2 separate regions of the Mus musculus genome follow, and region 2 is linked to region 1. Evidence: chromatin contacts called from public HiChIP or PLAC-seq data. All regions are on one chromosome and are shown on one strand. The core of a region is the stretch at or near the end of the contact, and the rest is flanking DNA. Distances in the headings are between cores, read along the strand shown.

Region 1 (5,080 bases), core at 819-3,318:
CATTATGATGTTCAATATATACTAGATTTAAATATAATACCATCTCTTGCCAGGCGTGGTGGCGCACACCTTTAATCCCAGCACTCGGGAGGCAGAGGCAGGCAGATTTCTGAGTTTGAGGCCAGCCTGGTCTACAGAGTGAGTTTCAGGACAGCCAGGCTGGCTAAGCTAGAACTCACTCTGTAGACCAAACTCACAGAGCTCTGCCTGCTTCTTCCTCCCAATTGCGGGGATTAAGGACATGTGCTACTATACTTGGCTTTAAAAAAAAAAAGTTTAATTGCATTTATTTACTTAATCTGTGGAGGAGAGAAAAGGATGTGTGTACCATGGCTTCCACACTTGTGGAAGCTTGATGATAACTTTTCAAAGTTTGGTTTTTTTTTTCTTTCCACCATATGGGTCCCAGTTTCGGACAGAAACTTGGATGGTCCAGCTTGGTAGCACACACTTTGTCTTGCTGAGCTATTTTGCTGGCCCCAAACCCACCTTTAAAAAGTTTAAGCCTATTTATAGCATTTCTTCCCCCAATTTGTTTATCTAGAAGAATGTGTGTGCACATTTGTATGATGTATGCAACATTTTACATACACATACACTTTCTACAAAAGAAACAGAATCTAGAAATAGCAAAAAAAAAAAAAAAAAAAAAAAGAAAGGAAAGTCAACTTGACTGCCAACAAAAAACGACCCAGGAACTCTGTGCAACCATGATAAAGTGTCAAATGGTGAAACCATGATTTGCATAATTTATATCTGCAAAAAAAAAAGCAATATAACAATTCTTTAATTTCTTCAAACTTTCCCCTGACACAGATTCCTAAAAGCAACGTGTCAGATGGGACCACATGCAAAACATGTCACCAGAGATCATCAGGTCAGCAATGTCAACAGCTGTTATACAGTAAGGGCGAGCACTTCTTGTAATGGGATTTTTATTTTGTTTTGCAGCCACTGTCAGTGAAAGCCAGCTCTTGCTACACTGCAGGTTTAAAGTAATATAAGTCAGATGTTGTGAACATCCATGCACAGATCCAAAGGCCTGAGAACATAGTGTGTCATTATTGCAACTACATAGGAAAGCAGGTGCCGTTCCTATGAAAACTAAGTTGGAAACGGTAACCACTTGCCGAAGGGTTACTAAGGTAGGGGTTACTAAGGAAGGTGAAATTGGAAGTTTTCTAAGCAGTCCCTTCTGTATCCCAGGTCTCTTGAGAGCTCAGACTAAGGTGTGCCCATTAGGCACCGCCATACGTTTAATTTTCCATTAGTAAATACATACCAAAGACGAGGTCATTGCATCTCATATGCCCGTTTACCTGTCCATGAGCGTGTGAGTTGTCTCATGAGGAAAAGTGTATGAACATGTACGTGTCTTTGTGTGGGCACACGGTTTCTCTAGGGCAGATAACGACCTCAACAAGCAGCGTGTACGTGTCATCAAATCATTCCATTCATAGAATCGGATGGAGGATGGAGAAAGGGGGAGGAGATGGTAGGGCAAAAGAAAAAGCTTGTCTAGGAAACAGTGAAGAGCTTGGCCAGAAATATAAAGAATAAACCCACAAAGAGAGAGGTGTAAGAAATCTTGGAAGTTGAGGCCATCGCCAAGCCGAGATTCGAAAAGCGACTGATGTTCACTACAGACGCCCATGAACACAAACAGGCACTGTGTAGGAGCCGCAGCTCATCTGCCCGCCTGTGCTTCTCCCCTTCCCACCCATCATCTCTTCCAACTACAAGCATTCAACCTAAACTGAAGAAACTCACCCAGAATGCAACACGCGCCTGGGCCAAAAGCCTACACTCCCCAGGATGCAATGCGCCGCCTCTCCCGGAGCCAGCGCTGGGAGGAGGACTGGGCCCGGGGAGCCCACGCCCCGCTCACCTCGGAGCTCCGCGAGCCTTTCAGCACCTGCTTGGTGAGCGCGATTACATCGGTGCCACAGGTGTTCACCTTCTCCGTGAGAAGCCCCTTCACGGACTGACCAAATCGGGCTTGCGAATCCGGCGTCCCAGTCGCCATCACCTCAACTAGCGATCACCCGCAGCCGGACGACGGCGAGTCCCTGGGGCCAAAAGAGACGCAACCGTCCAATCGTGCGAAGAGGAAGGACCGCATGCGCTTAGCTCAAACTGCTTACTAAAATTACTTAAAATGTTCAGTTGATGGACATGGAAGGAGGATACCGTTTAGGCAGGCTACCCTGGAGGGGATAGAATATAATTTAGGTGAATCTCTAGTTTAGAGTCAGAAGATCTGGATAGCATCCCAAGGAGTGATGTGGCTACAAATTACTCAACCCCTGTGTCTTCTGTTATCTGTTTTAGGGCCAGCACTGCGTTACCTAGGCACATTAATACAACTCTGTCAGAAGTTCAGGGTCTTTCTTGGCTGTATAGCAAGTGGAGGCCGACCTGTGATACATGAGACCACATCTATAAAATAAAATATCTATAAAATAAAATAGAGACCCTGTTCAATTCTAACATATTTTATTGAAATTAGCAAAGGGCACAGGCCAAAGAAAATGAAATTCAAATGACTAAGGTAAAGAAATGTCAACATCATTAAATTCTGTGTGTGTGTGCGTATGTGTTTTCAAGACAGGGTTTCTCTGTGTAGTCCTGACTGTAGACTAGGCTGGCCTCAAACTCACGGAGATCCATCTATGTGTGCCACCACCACCTGGCTTTTTTTTTTTTTTTTAATCATTAGTAGTTTGTATTTATGAATAGCCTTTTAATTAAAACTCTGCTTATAATTACTTTGGAAGCAAGTCCTACTATGATGTTAGGTCCCTGGAGTATACCCTTTGAAGGGATATTGTGATCCTGGTCCCTTTTTGTCTCTCTTTCCATCCCGACCTTGGAGTGAACAACCCTCCACCACATGGTGCACTGTGGTGCCATAATCCCAAAGCAATGGAGTCAAATGATGTACACTGGGACCTCTGAAAGAAGTGGATAGCAATAGGAACTTGAAAATCCTAAATTGAGAGTCTGTAGAGGTTGGTTAAAAAAAAAAAGTTCATCCAAGAAAATTCTTGGGCTGGAGGATGGCTCACTGACTGCACTTCCAGAGGTCCTGAGTTCAATTCCCAGCAACCACATGGTGGCTCACAACCATCTGTAATGGGATCTGATGTCCTCTTCTGGTGCATCTGAAGGCAGCTACCGTGTACTCACCTAAATAAAATAAATAAATCTTTAAAAAAGAGGAAAAAGAAAAAAAATTCAAACAAAATTTTACTGTAGGTCAGCTCTGCTTTCTGTACATTTGTTTACTTATAGTTTATTTCTTATTTTTATTTTATTTATAAGTATGTGCCTGCCTATCTGTTTGTGTACCATGTGGACGCGTGTGCCTTTGAAGGCCAGAAGAGGGTGTTTGATCTGTGCAATCAAAGTTACAGACCTATGTGAGCTCTCCAGTGTGGGTGCAAGAAAGTGAACCCAGGACCTCTAGAAGAGCTGTCAGTGCTCTTAACCACTGAGTCATGTCTCCATCTTCAATTTTTTACTTTTATTTATTTATGTTCAAAACAGAGTCTCTCTATGTAGCCCTGGCTATCCTGGAACTCACTCTCTAGACCAGGCTGGCCTTGAACTCATAGAGATCCTCTTGCCTCTGCCTCTTAAGTGTTAGGATTAAAGGCATTTGCCACCACCACCTGGCAATTTATTTTTACTTGTGTGCATTTTTATGTGTGTGTTGGGGGAGGGGGAGTGGTTTGTGCACATGCCTGCAGGTGCCCTCAGAGGTCCCAAGGCAGCATCAGATACCCTGGAGCTCAGGTGGTTGCAAGCTATTCATAAAGGGTTGGGTGCTGGGAATCAAACTCTGGGCTTCTGCAACAGCAATGTTTGCTCTTATCCATTGAGCCATCTTTCCAGCTACTGTTTATTCTTTTTAAAAAACTTGACACATGATTTACCTCGTTATGCACAGTCCTTTATCTAGTATTACTAACTTGCTGGCTTTAATGTCATAGCTTAACACTAACTTCATATTTTAATTCTCCCAGGCTATTGTTAGTACCGCTGAATAAGATGTCTCTTCGTTAGTTTTTAAGACAAGTATGTAGCTCAGGCTAGCCTCCAGCTTACAGAGATCTACCTGCCCTTTCCTCCTGAGTGGTGTGTGTTTAAAATCATGCATCATGACAACAGAGTTATTTCAGATAAAAATGTTAAAATCCCAATAAGCCATGTTTAAAGCCTAAATTTATTACAGCTGTGGACTTTCTCCTTTCCCAGCTATAAACCTGCAGTTTTCTAGGACTCTAACAAATAAGATCATTAAAATGTGTCTTAACTTCCGGGTACCACAGTTGTGTCCCGTGGTCTTACGATAGCCACTGTAATCATAGGTAAATGCTCTCATTTACTGGAAGAAAGAAAGGTTCCTTGGCAACTGTGATGGTTAGCATTGTCAATTGGACAGGGCCTAGAATTACCTAGAAGATAAGCCTAACTTGGCTGCAAGGGATTACCTAAATCAGGTTAGCCTCTGATTTGTATATGAAGTTTTAACTAGATTAGGTCAACCGCTGGACACATCTCTAAGGGATTATGTAGCTAGGGTTAGCCTCTGGACAAGTCTATGAAGGATTATCTAGATTAAGTTAGCCTATAAAGGATTATATTAGGTTAGCTTCTGATGTGTCTCTGAGGGATTATCTAGATTAGGTTAGTGTAGCTCGGCCCAGGAAGTGGCACTATTAGAAGGTGTGGCCCTGATGGACTAGGTGTGTCACTGTGGGCATGGGTTTAAGACCCTCACTCTAGCTACCTGGAAGCCAGTATTCTGCTGGCAGCCTTTAGATGAAGTTGTAGAACTCTCGGTTCCTCCTGCACCACACCTGCCTGGATGCTGCCATGCTCCTGCCTTGATGATAATGGACTGAACCTCTGAACCTGTAAGCCAACCCCAATTAAATGTCCTTATAAGAGTTGCCTTGGTCATGGTGCCTGCTCACAGCAGTAAAACCCTAACTAAGACAGTTAGCTTCCAGACATGCCTATGAGGGATTCTCTATATTAGGTTAGCCTATGAGGGATTATATTAGGTTAGCCT
Region 2 (5,080 bases), core at 1,512-4,011, 240 kb before region 1:
CTCTATGATTTTTGCTTTTATAATGATTCCTGAGAATCCTAGTGTATATCTGAACTTAAAGGTTTTTTGTTTGTGTTTTTTGTTTTGTTTTGTTTTTGTAGAGAGGGTCTTACTGTGTGGCCCTGGTTAGCCTGGAACCAGCTATCCAGACCAGACTGACCTTGAACTCACAGGGATACACTTGCCGCCTCCTCTTAAGTGCTGGGATTGCAGGCGTGCACCACCATGCCCAGTCAGAGCTGGTGATTTTTCAGAATCCATTTAGGTGGTAGAGTGAAGCCCAGTGATGGGTGGTTTGGACAACAAGCACAGACCTTAGGTTTGCTCTCCAGGACCAGGAAGGTCTTATCTGTAAGTTCTTAACAGAATGCTGGTAAGTGGCATTGTTTTGGAATTCAGTAAATACACCATTTTAATTTCTTTTTAGAGTGTGAAATTCAGTAGCTTTAATATATGTAGAATTGTGCAACCAGTAGAACTACCATCCTCCCTTCCTCTTTTCTCCCTCTGCTCCCCTTCTCTCTCCTCTCTTTTGCCTCTCATTTTTCCTTCTTGCCATTTATTTTTCTAGGGATTGATGAACTCAGGGTCTTGTGCTTGCTAGACTCAGCCAAATGGTATCTCTAGTTCTTTAAGTTTAGAACAATATATTTTCCCCACAAGAAATCCTGTGCCCATTAATAGGAATGTGTCCTTTCTACAAGCTTTCAAATTCTGGTACTAAGTTTCTAGTTTAAATTCCAGTTATTGTTATCTGTTGTGTCTGTTTAGTGTTGAGAAGGCTATATATAGATTTTGGTCTCAAATTTATAATCAAGCAAATGGTAAGAGAATTACTTAGTATTTTATGTGCATGGTAGAATGTGTAGTTAAAATACTTACAATGTAAGATAAAATACTTATGGAATTATTTGTTGGTGAAATCTCTTCCATGCAATAGAAAAGCAATCTGAGCACCAGAAGCGCGTTTTGCTGCATAGCTCTTTGACACAGTGAGATACTCTGTCTCACTTCCGCCAGCTATCCAGACACTCTACCACCCAGAGGCAACCCACCTCAGGATATTTTTTCTTTAAAAAAAGATTTACTCCATTTTTGTAAATATTTGTGCATGTGTGTGTCTGTGTCTACCACATGTATGGGTGCCCACAGAGACCAGAGAGGACATGACAGGCTCCCTGGAGCTGTAGTTACAATGGTTAGAAGGCATCTGATAAGGGTAATGGGATCTGAACTCAGGTCCTCGGTTCTGGAAGGATAAACAGGCTCTGAACTGTTGAGCCATGTGTCAGAGAAACTTGACTATAACAGTAGTGGACAGTGTATAGTTAGCAGCATAAACAAAGCCTCAAGCATGTAAACAGCTTGGTTAATAAAGCAATAACCAGCAAACAATAGGTAATAACAGGAAAGGCTACATGGTATGGATGATACATACTTAATATTTTAGCAAAATAATAAAAGGCTTTCAACTCCTTGAAGATTCAAGAGCTCCTAATTTATTAGTTAAGTAGTTTTGAGCACTCACTAAAGATAATTTAGGAAGACAGTAACTAGCTTTTAACATTTCCCATTTATTTTCAATTGATAATATTTCTAAACTATAGTAAAAACAAATTACATAGAGACAGAAAACATTTTGTTCCTTTTTTGAGATAGGTTCTCACTTGTAGCTCAGGCTAACCTCCCTTGTTCAAAAGTGCTGAGATTATAGGACTTTTTATTATTATATTAGCAAATTATTTCTCTATCAAATTGCTATAAAAGTTTCTAAGTAATAGAAGTCTCTGGGTGGTGTCCTGGATTAGTGAAATGTTCGTGGTGAGAGCATTAGTCTGGGTATCACGTTTCCAGCAGCCCTGCCTCAGAGCAGTCAGCATCCGGATGAGGACAGACCAGTGGGAAGTGTTTTCTGGAGAATTATGACCTTGCGAAGTTAATGGGGTGAAAGACATGGATTCTAAAGACATTTGGAAGTGTGAAGGAAGGCACATAGATAATTGGATGCGGCTTTAAGCTTGAGTGGGGAAAAATGCAGAGGCAGGAACAGGAACAGATTGGGGGGAAAAGCAGCTAGGTTGTTTATATCAAAAAGTCTGCATTTATGCCCTGGCGGTGCTGCTAGCTCACATCTTTGAATCCAGCACTCGGGTGGCAGAGACAGGAGGATCTCTAAGTTTGAGGCCAGCCTGGTCCACAAAGTGAGTTCCTGTACAGCCAGGGCCAAACAGAGAACCATGTCTTGAAAAACAAACAAACAAATAATCAATCTACATTAGAGCATGATTTTTTTCCTGTTTTTGTCTCATTCTGTAGCCCTGACAGTTAACCTTTTTATTTTTTAAAGATTTATTTATTATTATATCTAAGTACACTGTAGCTGTCTTCAGATGCATCAGAAGAGGGCATCAGATCTCATTACGGATGGTTGTGAGCCACCATGTGGTTGCTGGGATTTGAACTCAGGACCTTTGGAAGAGCAGTTGGTGCTCTTAACCACTGAGCCATCGAGCCAGCCCCCAGGCAGTTATCTTGCCTCGACCTAAGTGACATTTGCAGACATGACACTAATTTATTATAGTTCATAATTTGAGTTTACGTACTCAGATGCATTTGGAGTAGTTTCCTGCTAGCAGCTTGAATGCACCACCGCAGCTGCTTACAGTGAAAATAGACGACCAAGAGCATTTTACAGTCCTCTCACTTGTTGTTGCAGTAACTGTTGTTGGGCACTTGGCCAGGAAACTGTGACTCCTAAGCAAAGGGAGGAGTTACAGATGCAGTTCACCATTGCCAGAGAAATTCTATTCCAAATGGATTTGTGTGGAGCAACAGTGATATCCAATGACAAGTTAAATTAGACACAGAGGTGTTTTCTCCCACACTGTCTCAGAAGATACATGGTGTGAGGGGGCCTGGCTCGGGCTAAACAGTCTTTTAGAAATTAGGTTAACATCACACACACTCAAAAATTGTTTTAGGGATTTTAAGAAGAATCTTGTTATGTGACTTCAGAAACTACTTTACCCAGATAGTTTCAGTTTGCCAAACGGAAACCAGTGACAGATGAGGTAATTTTGCTTTGAATTATAGTCAGATCCAAACCAGAGGTTTGCTGTTTACAGAATTTCAAATATAATAAGTTGCATGTTTATGTTAAATCTTAGACTCTTAGATCCCTATTCTTAAAGCACATTGTAGTAATGGTTTTATTTCTTGCAGCTAATATCTGTACCTGAATGGAATTTTGCCTTACTGCTGTGGGATTTGATAGTAAATATTGCTAAAGGTGTTTTTACTGGAGTCTGTGTTTAGTTTTACAATGTTCCTGTGTATGTATCTCCTAGAAATTGTGAGTGTCAGCTCACAGCTCTTATCTGTGGGAATTCTGGATGATAGTTGGATTTATGATTCTGATTTATAATTGGATGCCTAGTTTAGCCATAACATTTTGGGTGATAATTACATGTTTTAAAGCATGCTTTTAATTTTTACAGATATGTTTATGCTCTTGAACATAGGTGAAATTATTCTGCTAGTTAATAGTTTAGTAAGACCATAGTAAGCTGGCACGGGCAGATCTGCAGAAAGGTCCTGGTATTTGTAGAGAAATTTGATTTTTCCCAAGTATGTAAATTTATTTGTTTTGAAATATGTGGGTCAGTGAGCTTGCTTTTCCGTTAATATCTTGTAGTTGACACAATATCTTACACTTCATTTAATTTGTAAACTCGGTGGGGAATGGCCATTAGTCTCAAGCTGAGAGATAAGTGTCTGTTGAAGTCTGTCCTGAGATATGTGAGGTCAGGGTTACATTTTCTCCTGTGCCAAAGGTTTCTCGTTCAGCCTTGGGTATTTGTGTATTTGTAAAGCTTAGCACATACATGCAGGAACTGTGTTTGGCTTAGTTCTCTGTAACAGTTGTTCCTTTGCTTATTACAGCTTAGCTTACACAGCAAATTAGATTTCATTTCTGTATACCTCCTTCTATGTTCATAGTTTATGTTAGGGAAAGAAAAGGAAAGCTGAGACTATAGGTGAGGTTTTCACATAAAGATCACCACAGAAGTGAGGGCATAGGAGTGATGCTCTCTTAAGTTTAGGAGGTGATTCTACGATTTAGAGTACTTGCTTTGAATGAAAAGGAAAGGATATTTGATGCAAGTTTCTCAAATGTATTTTTCCTAATTAAAATGTTTTATTAATATATTGTGTGTTCATGTTTGCGTGCAAATGTTTGTATGTGGGAACTCATGCCACCGCAGGCACTTGGAGAGGTCAAAGGACAACTGAGCGAGTGAGTTCTCTTCTTTGATGGTCCTAAGACTGAACTCAAGTCTCCATGCTTGGCAGCAAGAACTTTTACCCACTTGCCAGATCTTATTTTCTAATCTTAAGGACATACAAAGTTTTGTAGCTCTGACTATTCCCAAAGGATATTCTGTGATATTTGTCACAAAATGAGATGTGTATTCTAGCACACATCGGTAAATGTGTTGATGGAGTAGATAATGTGATTAGTCAACTCAGAGAGGAGTGAGACATGTGACTTGATGGATATTTAGCCATGGTTATTTTGGCAAAAATAGATTTTCTTATTCCTGAAATATGTTATTCCCAGCATTAGCAAGGGTACCCTGCTCTTGCTGTCTTTTCAAAATGTGTCTACTTTGAAAGATTTCCGTGGCTATGCAGGTGCAGCCTTTTTTTCCTCCCCTGACCAAGAAAAGAGCTTTGCTTTGCGACATTTCTTTTATGTTAGTGTCTTCCCTGCTACTTCAGCTGCATCTAAAGCCAGCTAACATCTGTTTTCTATCAAAATTGAAACTGCTTTTTAAAAATTACGTTGTTCTGGACCTATTTCTTAAGATGTGTGACGTGGAAGAGCAATCTTCCTCATCCCCTTGCTGCCTGTGTTAGCTGAGGTATTTTAGGCACATCAGCTGTTACAGCTCTGAGCAGGGCTTCATCCAGTTGGCCCCTTGTCTCTTGAAAAGCCTCAGCTGTAGTAGCTTTCGGTTTTTAGAGTTAGAACCATTATTTTGTGTCTTTCTCCTGTGTTGTTTTCAAAAGGATTTAT

The links. HiChIP or PLAC-seq counts read pairs in DNA pulled down with a chosen protein or histone mark.
Region 2: a contact with region 1 is called in an H3K4me3 HiChIP or PLAC-seq map of bone marrow-derived macrophages, with 3 times the contacts expected there. The contact joins the enhancer-like site here to the promoter of Borcs7 in region 1. A contact is called at or near these places in 4 of 39 promoter capture datasets (cranial neural crest, embryonic stem cells and neutrophils), 1 of 115 datasets of contacts at active chromatin or transcription factors (bone marrow-derived macrophages) and 2 of 9 other capture datasets (liver and pancreatic islet).

The regions. Positions count from the first base shown.
Region 1 is chr19:46,686,894-46,691,973 of GRCm38.p6, reverse strand. It overlaps Borcs7 (BLOC-1 related complex subunit 7), which reads right to left and starts at 2,068. Exons shown (of 5, transcript NM_025563.3): 1 at 1,889-2,068. The coding sequence starts at 2,026.
Region 2 is chr19:46,927,027-46,932,106 of GRCm38.p6, reverse strand. All of the region lies in intron 2 of Nt5c2 (5'-nucleotidase, cytosolic II), which reads left to right. Among named protein-coding and RNA genes, the nearest start is that of Nt5c2, 33 kb to the left of the region's middle. Within about 2 kb of position 2,761, at least 49 of the 459 cell types and tissues checked have an H3K27ac peak or open chromatin away from gene starts, as enhancers often do. A contact at or near this core is called in bone marrow-derived macrophages and liver, where this site is marked.